Regions from separate parts of the Mus musculus genome. Here all the other regions are linked to region 3. Evidence: chromatin contacts called from public promoter capture Hi-C data. All regions are on one chromosome and are shown on one strand. The core of a region is the stretch at or near the end of the contact, and the rest is flanking DNA. Distances in the headings are between cores, read along the strand shown. Region 1 overlaps Nt5dc1 (5'-nucleotidase domain containing 1). Region 2 holds the start of Tspyl1 (testis-specific protein, Y-encoded-like 1). Region 3 holds the start of Calhm6 (calcium homeostasis modulator family member 6). Region 4 holds the start of Zup1 (zinc finger containing ubiquitin peptidase 1).

Evidence for each region. Promoter capture Hi-C pulls out the DNA fragments that hold promoters and counts their contacts.
Region 1: a promoter capture Hi-C map of embryonic stem cells shows a contact between it and region 3, with 2.6 times the contacts expected there. The contact joins the enhancer-like site here to the promoter of Calhm6 in region 3. A contact is called at or near these places in 9 of 39 promoter capture datasets (the C10 cell line, the HPC-7 cell line, cranial neural crest and 6 more), 1 of 15 datasets of contacts at CTCF or cohesin (embryonic stem cells), 5 of 115 datasets of contacts at active chromatin or transcription factors (bone marrow-derived macrophages, double positive thymocytes and embryonic stem cells) and 4 of 9 other capture datasets (adipose tissue, liver, macrophages and 1 more).
Region 2: a promoter capture Hi-C map of pre-B cells shows a contact between it and region 3. The contact joins the promoter of Tspyl1 here to the promoter of Calhm6 in region 3. A contact is called at or near these places in 15 of 39 promoter capture datasets (the C10 cell line, the HPC-7 cell line, cranial neural crest and 8 more), 20 of 484 Hi-C or Micro-C datasets (B cells, CD4 T cells, CD8 T cells and 12 more), 26 of 115 datasets of contacts at active chromatin or transcription factors (the 230-238 cell line, CD8 T cells, the HPC-7 cell line and 13 more) and 5 of 9 other capture datasets (adipose tissue, embryonic stem cells, liver and 2 more).
Region 4: a promoter capture Hi-C map of hematopoietic stem and progenitor cells shows a contact between it and region 3. The contact joins the promoter of Zup1 here to the promoter of Calhm6 in region 3. A contact is called at or near these places in 7 of 39 promoter capture datasets (the C10 cell line, the HPC-7 cell line, hematopoietic stem and progenitor cells and 4 more), 2 of 484 Hi-C or Micro-C datasets (hematopoietic stem and progenitor cells and regulatory T cells), 2 of 115 datasets of contacts at active chromatin or transcription factors (effector CD8 T cells and memory CD8 T cells) and 3 of 9 other capture datasets (adipose tissue, liver and pancreatic islet).

The regions. Positions count from the first base shown.
Region 1 is chr10:34,319,634-34,322,403 of GRCm38.p6, reverse strand. The region is part of intron 8 of Nt5dc1 (5'-nucleotidase domain containing 1); the gene reads left to right. Among named protein-coding and RNA genes, the nearest start is that of Gm26564, 24 kb to the right of the region's middle. Within about 2 kb of position 1,458, at least 3 of the 459 cell types and tissues checked have an H3K27ac peak or open chromatin away from gene starts, as enhancers often do.
Region 2 is chr10:34,280,739-34,283,694 of GRCm38.p6, reverse strand. It overlaps Tspyl1 (testis-specific protein, Y-encoded-like 1), which reads right to left and starts at 1,505. Exons shown (of 1, transcript NM_009433.3): 1 at 1-1,505. The coding sequence starts at 1,414. The coding sequence ends at 275. All of the region lies in intron 1 of Gm26564 (a long non-coding RNA gene), which reads left to right.
Region 3 is chr10:34,126,655-34,129,354 of GRCm38.p6, reverse strand. Calhm6 (calcium homeostasis modulator family member 6) reads left to right here and starts at 1,383. Exons shown (of 2, transcript NM_175449.4): 1 at 1,383-1,964. The coding sequence starts at 1,446.
Region 4 is chr10:33,949,836-33,952,535 of GRCm38.p6, reverse strand. Zup1 (zinc finger containing ubiquitin peptidase 1) reads left to right here and starts at 1,277. Exons shown (of 11, transcript NM_001359455.1): 1 at 1,277-1,405; 2 at 2,672-2,700.

The sequences.
Region 1 (2,770 bases), core at 209-2,708, 190 kb before region 3:
GCATGGATCTCACCTGAATATTAAGGTCTAAGTAATACACTGTATGTGCTTGAGGGAATGAATTAGTAAGTCAGAGTCAACCATTTTGGGAGCAAAAGTTTCTACAGAATCCACAAAGATCAAAACAACAAAAAAGCAAAACAACACAGGTACATGTGTACGTGCTCACATACAAACATGAGTCCATACACACATACATATGCATGCACATGCCATGTGCACATGTGAGCACACATGCACACACACACACACACACACACACACACACACACAACATGTGCTTTTTCTGCAACAATCCAGGCATTCAAAGAAGGCCAGGAAGAATTGTCACACTTGTCAAGAGACTGATGGAGAAACAAGGTTGCAGGAAAAGACCAGGCCCTTTGCAGTTGAGAAAGAATGATCAGAAGCAAGCTGCTCCTCACAGGTGCTCTTAGAGCTTCCTGGAAGAGCATTTGAAAGACGAAGGCCATCAGGATAGATGAGTGGCAAGACTGGGCAAGGTGAATGTCAAAAAGTTTAATTGTCATCTCTGTGTGTGACTAGATCTTGAGTCAGCAGGATATGTTGTAGAGATTTCCATCTCTGGGAAGAATCTTAAAAGGAGAAAATGTCATTTTTTGTTGTTGTTGGTTTTAGAGATTGCAGCCCATGTTACTTGGCCATATTATTTTGGGCTTATGGCACATAGACCAACATGAAAGGGTATGGAAAAAAAGAAAAAGAAAAAATAGACCATTGTGGAAGGAAGTCTAAGTTAGGGTTTCTGTTGCTGTGAAGAAACAGCATGACCATGCCAATCTTCTTTTTTTTTCCCCTCTACTCTTTTTTTTTTATAATTAGATATTTTCTTCATTTACATTTCAAATGCTATACCCAAATCCCCCTATACCCTCCCCCACACCCTGCTCCCTAACCCACTCACTCCCACTTCCTGGCCCTGGCATTCCCCTTTACTGGGGCGTATGATCTTGGAAAGACCAAGGGCCTCTCCTCCCCTTGATGGCCAACTAGGACATCCTCTGCCACATATGCAACTAGAGACACAGCTCTAGGAAAACATTTAATTGGTTTTAATTGGGGCTGGTTTACAATTTCCAAGGTTCAGTCTGTTGTCATCATTACTGGAAGCTTGCTGGCATGCAGGCAGACATGGTACTGGGGAAGTAGCTGAGAGTTCTACATCTTGATCCACAGGCAGCAGAAGTAAATGCCACACTAGGCCTAGCTTAAGTATCTGAGACCTCAAAGCCCACCTTCACCGTGACAAACTTCCTCCAACAAACACACACCTACTCCAACAAGGCCACACCTCCTAATAGTGCCACTCCTGTGGACCAAGCATTCAAACACATAAGTCTATGAGAGCCAAACAACTACAAATGGCATGTGGCAGAACAAATCTGTTCCTTTAGTGGCTGCCAGGAAAAGGGGAGTGGAGTTTCCTAATATAACTTTCAAGGGCCTGATTCCTTCAAGCCCCACCTCTAAAAGCCTTCTCCCTTCTCAGTAGCATTGGCTACCTATGACTGAACCTTTAACGAGAGCTGTTGGTAGCATTTAAGATCAAGACCATAAAATTCTTGCCATACTAACTTTCAGGAGGCTTTTGGTATTGCTCTATTTAATTGTTGAGTATCCAGAGATAAACACGGGACTATCTAAGCCTATTGCTATAAAAGTTCCCCTTGTAGTGCTTCTCTGCAGAATTTGTTCTAGATGTATGTTACCACATTGGATTTGCAGCGTAGTGTGATAAAGAATGTCATGCAAACTGTCCTTTCAGTTATGGTTATCAAAGAACGTCAGAGTTCATTAAACATATGTTATGAAAGAATTGCAGATCTTAAAATATACACACATTGGAGCTAGAGCGATAGCTCAGTGGTTAAGAGTACTTGCTGCTCGTGATGAGGACTTAGGCTCAGTTCCCAGGCTCCCAGCTGCTGCTAAGTCCAGTTCCAAGGAACCTAGCACCTCTTCTCGCTTCTGCGAGTACAGCGTATAGGTGGTACACACATACACTTACACAAGTAAATAAATAGACCATAACTATATATATATATGTATATATATATATATATAATAGAAAATAAATATAGCATATATTGTTTTATTTTGTCTTTCAGAGTAGAGACTCACTGTGTAACCCTGGTTGATCCTGAACTAATGCAGAAGACCAGGATAGTCTCTAACCTTATAACGATCTTCCTGCCTAAACATAACATTTTTCAAAATTACCATATTTATAGTCCTAGAAAACCTTTTTTAAAAGATCTTACTTTCCCTAACTGTAGTTCTATTTTATTAACAGCTGAAATTATATATTTATGATGTATACCATGATACTATAGCATATGTGTGCACTGTGTAACGGATAACTCAAGCCGTTTAACACATGTATTATCCCACTTAAAACCCACTTTTCCAGTGTACATTCCGTTCCTGCTAAGGCTGGTCTCCAGAAACTGTAGTAGATCTCCTGCACTCATCCTTCCTACAGTTCATCTTTGCTGAGATTTCTCCACTCTCCCCCTCCCCCAGCCTCACTTACCCATGACTTTAGTCTGACTACAGATCAGCTGTACATATGTATTCTGCATATGAATGAGTTCATACAGTACTTGTCTGTCTGTGTCTGGTTTATCTCACTGAACCTTATATCCACCAGGCTCACTGATGCTCTTACAAATACTATCACTCTCTTCCTAAGGCTGAACAATACTTCATTGTGTATATTTTATTGGTTATCCACAACTGCAGATTCAAC
Region 2 (2,956 bases), core at 256-2,755, 150 kb before region 3:
CCAAACAGTGTAAAGGCAGTGTAACATACAGTTTCATTGTTGAGCTTAGAAAGGGTATAAGCCAGGGCCGTGAACCAGCAGATACTAATTCAGAACAGCATGAAGGCCATGGGAAAGCAGAAGCATGTCCAGTCTTAATCTCGAGGTGGAGACTATCCAGATAGAAGATGCAGAAAAGTCAGGAGGAAAGAAATCAAAACACTGCATACCCGTTGCATTTGCTCAAGCACAGGTGAGAAGGGACCAGTTCCGGCCGCATTTTCAAATGCAAAGATTAACCTGACTGGAAGCCAAAAGGCCTGGGAATCTCCACTGGCTCCCTTATTGGGCGACGTCGGGGTCTACGGATTCCTTCACGACACAGGTAGTATTGCAGTGGGTTTGGCCACAGATCCTCTTTGATAATCTCAGCGATTCTGTCAGATTCTGGAAGGCTGTGGTCCGAGAACCAGGTGAAGAAGCTGCAAATGAGATCTTGGTTTCTGCGAATGAAGGACTGGGGCTCATGCCCTCTCCGCCAAATGATTGGAGTGGAAAGAGACACCACTCGACCAGATGATCTCACTTCATATTCCTTGACAATCAGCTTGTTTCTGAAGTAGGGGTTTCTTCGAAAAAAGAACTTGAATTTGCAGCCAGTCTTAGGGTGTCTCAGTTCCTTCACCTCCAGACTGGTTACGTACCTTAACATCTCTGCATCCCGACCCCTAATCATGGCGGACAACTGAGGGTGGTTCCGGAAGGCAGTCATCCAGAAGCCTGGGATATTCTGAATGATGTAGTTCCTCCGTTCCAGGTAGTGTCGTCGCATTCGCCCAAACTTCTGCTCCAGATGTTGGAAGGCCCTGTCGGCCTGAGCATTCACAGTGTCCAGTTCCAGCTGGATGGCCTCCAGCGGGTTCCTGCGAAGATCTATGCCCAGGTGCCAGGGCCCTGCCTCCTCCGGCGCCTCCCTCACTCCTCCACTCGCCTCCAGCATCTCCATTTCTTCGCCCGCGGGCTTCTGCTCCACCTCCATCACCTCCTCGCTCCCTGGCGTGGCCACTTCTGACTTTTCCGCTGCAGCCGCGACGGTGCCCGGTTCCGTCTTCACGTCACGGGCCTGGGACTCCGCTCCCCGAGTTTCTTGGGCCTTCTCCACATATTTCGGTGTCACGAACACCGCTGCCGCGGGGCCCCGAACGGAAGGAGGTGACTCTCCCTGCCTAGCTGCGGCCACCCGAATCTGGGGGACAAGGCCCTCGACATCTCGGGGCGCGGGGCTCCCCACGATCCCTGCGCGGCCCTCACCTGTCACCGCCTTCTCCTCGCCGAGCAGCGGTCGCCGGTCTGGGGTCCCCGAGACAGTGTCAGCATCGCAGTGGCCGCGGCTGTCGGGGACAGGGGTCCCCTCGTCCCGCTCCGGGCTGCTCATGTCGGGTCTAGTCGCGCAGACCTCCGCCTACAAACAACAACCCTCACGGTCCCCCGCAACCCCAGCTCCGCCCCTCGCTCTCTCCAGCGCAGTGACGCCAGAGCCACAGCCCGCAAGTCTCGCGAGAACCTGCAGCGCACCTGATTGGTTCTTCAGCTCGTGACTTCCGTATTTGTTTGGCTTCTGTAAATGTAGCGGATAGCGGTTGTCACGTTTGTTTCCGTAAAGGGATGTCAATCATCCTAGGAGACTGAAGACAGTGGCGGGGCTTCTGGACCTGGCTTCTGGACCCTTCGCCCGCATCCGGGCTGCAGCCGTGTGTGTGTCTGTGTCTGCAAACAAGTTCATCCCCTTTCCACTTATGTGGAACGGTAAAAACACCTCCTGGTATTAGACAAAGCTAGGAGCCAAATGTTTGTATTAACCAAGGTGAATGCCACGGTTCCCCACCACCACCACCACCACCACCACCACCACCACCACCACCACAGAACTGAAAAAAATAATGAAGTCTAGCTTGGTGTGATGGCCCTTGTCTGTCGCCTCAGTGCTCTGGTGCTGAGGAGGATCGTTGACTTGGAGGCTAACCTGGGCTGCATACACGTTGGCTCAAAATAATAATAAAAACTCAGTTCTATTCTAAGCTCTGACGTTACTGGGGAACAAAGATCTGTGGGTTTGCTTTGGGAATTATTCTTTTTGGAAAAGATTTTGTGGTCATCATTAATGATTGTTTTTACTGGTGTGTCTTGCACCGTGGCATCGAATAGTTTGCATAACAATCCTCTGATGTATTAAGATATCCATTTTATTGAGACAAGGAGAGACTGGGTCTCTTACCAGAATAACATAGAAAATGACAGAGCGATGATTTGAGCCCTGGACATTTGATTCCCGGGTTCTCTGAACGGGATGTGACGTCACTTTAGGACATAGGCATAAATGCATAGTCTATATCAAGTTGATACATATTTTCTCCCACCTCCTTTCCGCATCCATAAATAGATTAATATTTAAGAACACATTCATTTCCTTTCTGTTTTGAGAAAAAGAAGGTAGTTATTCGTGGTCCTCAAATTCAAATTTACCAGAAAAATGTCACCTTCTGTATAACAAATATTTCCAAAACACCATTTAACGTTTTTCGATAAAGTTCATAGACAATATAACCCATCTACACACATAAATAGAAAATTTAACAATTTTACTATAAAGCTTACTGTAGTGGTGGCGATTTTAGTATAGCAAAGGGGTCACCGACTTAGGTTATTATAAGAACTATATGACGTGGCATTTATCACAGTGGTAAACGCACCAATAAGAATGGCGTGGTTAGAAAATTACACATCTCATAAAAGTAACTGCGGATGGAGAGTGACACAGATGCCTATGTCAGGTCTTCTGAAACTGTAATCCAATTTTGGTGAAGTTCTGGTAAATAATGTCTCCTCCTCTCTCCCTTGCACTGTTTCTTCCACACAGAGAAAGGAATTTCCACGGTTAAATTCTTGCTAGGCGTGTTATTTCCAACGACTGTCACTA
Region 3 (2,700 bases), core at 134-2,633:
TATTCCTTGGCCTAAAACTGTGAACACATTTGGAGCCTTAAATGATATGCAATAAAGTTAACTGTTGTACATTCTCAGGGAAAAGGAGAGTAAGTTGTAACCTGCCAAACTGATCACTCTTTCTGCCATGTACATGCACCAAATGCAGTTTTCTCATCAGCTGCTGGACTTACAGAATGCCTGAGCTCAAAGCTCGTGCTCTTTCTAGCTTTCTCCACTTCATTGGGAGTTATGAAATAGTAGAGTTCAATGTCACAGCCTTGCTTAGAGTTTGTATCAGAAGAACTACCAGGAGGGGAATGAAAACAGGAGTCATGTTAGATGTAGCTTCAACTTAAAAACTGTTTGGTTTAACTAGCATTCTGCTTTGGTTTCTGTGCTGTTGTTGTTTGTTTTGTTTTGGAACAGGGTTGGTCTCACGGTAGAGTTTTGGCTGCCCTGGAATTCCAGATATAGATCAGGCTAGCTTTGAACTCACAGAGATCCACCTGTCTGTCTCTGCCTTCCCAATGCTACGATTAAAGGCTAGGATTAAAGACATCTCTCACTCTCAGTTTTACTGTGGTTTAGCTTATGAAAGAAAAATGAAATGTTCCTGTTTCCTGTAAATGTTGTGGGTTTTTGTAACTGGGACTTGGCTTTGGCATTAGGGCTGCTGCAATAGAGAAAAATTCAGAAGTTTTCCGAGCTTGGTCATCTGCCTACACTGTAAGAGGTCACTTTGGGTTGGAGGAAAGCAAAGAAACAGAACCGGAGTTTTCTTGAAAGCGTTCCAGAACTGAGGGAGTCATGTGACTGGGACCTCAGCCTTCTGCTCTGTCCTTTGCAGTTTGGATCCTGGAAGGCTGGCTAGGGGCTAAGAAAGAACGAAAAAGGAGCAGGCATGCAGACACAATGAGGCGGGGGTCAGGTGGGTCTCCCCTTAGCTTGTATATTAGGTACAGCACGGAAAAGGGGTTAGATTGGGAAGCCATCTCTGTAGGGCAGAAGTCACAGCCTATAAACTTCCAGGAGAAGGCTGCAATTGCTAGTTTTACATGCACCGGTCAACTGTTTATAAACATACTCAGACTCCCAAGGACAGCTTTGCTGTTACTTTTGACTGTGACCTGTACGGGTAATGGCTCCTGCGAATTTACATGGACCAATCAGTCTCACAGGCTGCCCATGTTGAGATACACAGTCATTCAGATCTTCTCTTTGCTCAGGACTTTTCTGCTCCCTACAGTCTTGGGATGTGGAGTGGATCTTAGGAGATCAAAGATCACAGGGACTTTATTTGTGGGACTTTACCAGAACTGGTGTGATTGAAAAAAAAGAAAGTGAAACCCGGAAGGGTTTCCTTTTTGAAAGTTGCTTCAAAGCACGATGTAAAGTACAGTACACGGTTCACTCAACCTTCCTGAGAAGCAGAGCCTGTGGGGTGTCCAGTGTGAGCAGAACCCATGGAAAAGTTCAAGGCAGTGCTGGACCTGCAGAGAAAGCACCGCAACGCCCTGGGCTATAGCCTGGTGACCCTACTGACGGCTGGTGGGGAGAAGATCTTCTCCTCAGTGGTGTTCCAGTGTCCCTGCACTGCCACCTGGAACCTGCCCTACGGCCTGGTGTTCCTGCTGGTGCCTGCCCTCGCGCTTTTCCTCCTGGGATATGCGCTGAGCGCGCGCACATGGCGCCTGCTCACCGGCTGCTGCTCCCGGAGCGCGCGATTCAGTTCGGGGTTGCGCAGCGCGTTCGTGTGCGCCCAGCTCAGCATGACCGCGGCATTCGCGCCCCTCACCTGGGTGGCCGTGGCGCTGCTCGAGGGCTCTTTCTACCAATGTGCTGTCAGCGGGAGCGCGCGCTTGGCGCCATACCTGTGCAAGGGCCGCGACCCCAACTGCAATGCCACGCTACCGCAGGCTCCCTGCAACAAGCAGAAGGTGGAAATGCAGGAGATCCTGAGCCAGCTCAAGGCTCAGTCTCAGGTCAGGCTCTGGGAGCGATGGGGAGGCTCAGAGGCGCGAGGAAGTCAGTGACTTTTCTCTAGACCAGGGACTGAATATTTAAATAGGGAAATTTGTCCCCTCAGTAGGAGCCGAAGTACTTTTTATGTTATTCTTTAGTGTTTCCTTCCACTGTGTAGCAAAGCCTCAGGACAGGTGAATTTTGTATATTCTGGGAAAACTAGAAGCATTATTACATTAGAACCTATCTTGCCAGCCCCAAACACACTATCCACACATTTAGAAAGCCCCGGGGCGCGGGAGGAGGAGATGCTCTTTATAATGAGTACCCTTTCTAGAAGCCCCACATTTTCAGTTACAGGGGAGTGATACGTGAGCTCTTTTTTGTATATTTTACATGACTTGGACTAATGGACTATTGTTGACTTTCTAAAACAGCAGTAGGGTTGTTGTACTGTGTTGTGTGTGTGTGTGTGTGGTGGAGGATAGTTTTTTTGTTTTGTTTTTTTCTTTCTTTCTTTTCTTTTCTTTTTTCTTTTTTTTTCGAGATAGGGTTTCTCTGTTCAGCCCTGGTTGTCCTGGAACTCAGGCTATAGACCAGGCTGGCCTTGAACTCAGAAATCTGCCTACCTCTGCCTCCCAAGTGCTGGGATTAAAGGTGTGCGCCACCGCCGCCCAGCTGGTGGAGGATAATTACTACCAACAGTTCTTTTTCTAAAGGGCTTAAGACAAGACTTGTTCACTATCAAAGCTGGTA
Region 4 (2,700 bases), core at 28-2,527, 180 kb after region 3:
CTGCATGCAGCCAGAGCAGTTAGTACCCCTTTCCCCTAACATAGATGCTTCAGGCCTTATGAAGAGGGCAGACAAAAGAGAGCCCAATCTGGCGCCGGAATATTGTGATCCTTCCTTCATAAAAGCACTCTCCCAAGCACAGATGGCTCCGACCTTTGAAGGAGACAGGAGTTAGTATTCTCGAAGTGATAAAGTCCACTCATTCTCAGGCAGCTGTGACTGCGTTATAAAAACACGCTGGTCTTTGATAAGTTATGTCTTCCCAGGTCAAAAAGGTCTTGTTCCAGCTGCGCAATTCCTCCTCCCTGTCTGAACAAATACTATCGGTTCTCTTTTCCTCTTCCCAATCATGTAACACCAGGGGTTGAGAGCCCCAGTTTATGCATCCTCCTATATATACCTTAAACCCCTAGATTTAGGGGTCACTGTGCATTGGGAAAGATAGCGAACCGGGTCCCGGTTAATAAAAACTCTTTGTATATTACATTTGGTCTTCCAATTTCTGGCAGTCTCCTGGGGTTCCCGCAAACTGGGCATAACAACCTGGTTACAGAAGATGGCCAGTTCATCTTTTTTCGTTAACTAATACTGTCTTGGAGGAAAAGACGAGTCAAGTGGGAAGCTGATGAAGGAGGAAATCTGGAAGCAGAGTTTTAGTTGCCCCTTGTTTAGACATTCCACAAAGTTCTGTTTTCTGAACGTTTTTATACCTCTGGAGAAATGATTTCATTGTTGTTGGCCTCGCAGCTAATGGTTAACTGCTAATGTGCTCATTTTTAGCTTGAAAATGTTCTGTAAGAGTACTTTCACTCTTACAATGACTTCGAATTTTTTTTTTTTTTTACTAAAAGAAGGAATTCTACTAAAGGAAATAGTATTTCCTCCATGCATCACGTTCAACGATACCCAATAATTTAAAAATATTATACTTGTCAGATTATGTCATCCTCATATTTAAACACGTCCGTAGTTGCCTCGTAGATCAATCCCCCAGAGGGAGAAACAGACTGTTAACACTGGATAAGCAACTTTGTAATATTGACAAAGGAACTTGTCTTAATTAACCCGCAGAACATAATTTAGAGCTCAGATACTGTGTAAACAGGAACAGGTGTTTGCCGCAGAATCAGACATTTAAATGTACTCAGAATCTAGTTACGGTTTTAGCATATCTGGAGTGGAAACTGCAACTGGAAGGTGGGAGGGGCAGTGATGCTCTGATGTGCAAGCGAAAGTTGCAAAAATCCCTCACAAGTCCCACAATGCACCGCAACTCAGACGGATCTGCAGCGGGGCATGCTGGGATCTCTACCCTCTCTGGCCAGTGAGGAAGGTCTGTTGTGACTGCGGAGGACTCTTGGAGGCCTGGGCTCTCTTTTGGGTCGCGGCGCGGCAGTCTCGGGAGGTCTGTCCTTGGCGATCGGGCGGGCTGTGTGGGGCGCGCTTTCGGGCGGTGGCTGGCTCCTGCGGTGGGGAGGAGCGGCGGTCTAGCCGTGGGTCCGGGTCTGCAGGCCGGCTCCGGGTGGCCGCAGGTCCGGTTCCCTGCGCCCCACCGGTGCGACGTTGGCTCAGAACTTTGACAGATTCGGGCCTTACCACCTTCGCCATCCCGTACCCAGGCTAGCCCTTCGAAGGTCCCCCCTTACTTGTAGTGTGTCCTTTATCTGCAGTGCCCCAGTCCTTGGAAGAAACGAAACTAGGTATCGATAGAACTTCCTTCTAGAAACAGAAACTTATTACTGTCTGAAGAGAAACGAGAAAAAGGAAAATGTAGAAAGATTTTGTAAAGCTGAAATTAGATGAAGGGAATAGTTGCCCTCGTTTTTCCTTCCTATTACTAAAATACGTGACAGCCAGGTGATAGTCTAGGGGAAGGTCTGGGTTTGTGATTGCGTTAAAAGGTTTTGTTTTGTTTTAGCACCTCCCTACAAGTAGTCCATCTCCCATTAGCCCATCAATCTCATAACTCGTTTGAAAATGAACTTCCGAGGGTTGAGCTGTTAGCTAACCTAATGAAACCAGCGTCTATACCCCAGTTTCCTAGATCTTGGCGGTAAGTGCTGTTTTCCTACAATGCTCACAGCTTTTACCTTTGGGCTCTGCGGTGTTTACCTTCCATCGTTATCTGACTGTAGTGACCTGTCTGGTCCAGGGTTTCCATGTATGTAAAACCACAGCAGTGGTATTAAGTTTGACACATATAAAGCTCTGAAGTGAACTAAGGTGGATTTACCCTCCTCATTCTACTACATGCAAGTAAATATGTTGATCAACATTAGCCTTCTGTTTTACTTTATTTTACATGGACAACTTATTAAATATACTTTTTTTTCTACCTGTTGGACGAAATGCCTTGTATTATTGTTTTTTGAGATGGAGTCTCACTATGCAGCCCTGAATGGTTTGGAACTCAGCTATGGCTGGCCTCCAACTAACAGATCCACCTGCTCTCTGCCTCAGGAGTGCTGAGATTAAAAGGGTGTATCACCAATGCCTTGTTGAAATGTTTTACTCATAAATTTTCTTATTATTACCTCTGATATCTTGACATTCAGGCACAATATCCTTTATCTAGAATATGTAGAAATACAATACTAAACATAAAGTTTGTTTGTGTCATATATAGCTTGTATTTTAAAACATATTTCTCTGTATGTATTTCTATTTTCAGTGTGCCAGTGTTTTGACTGTCCTACATCG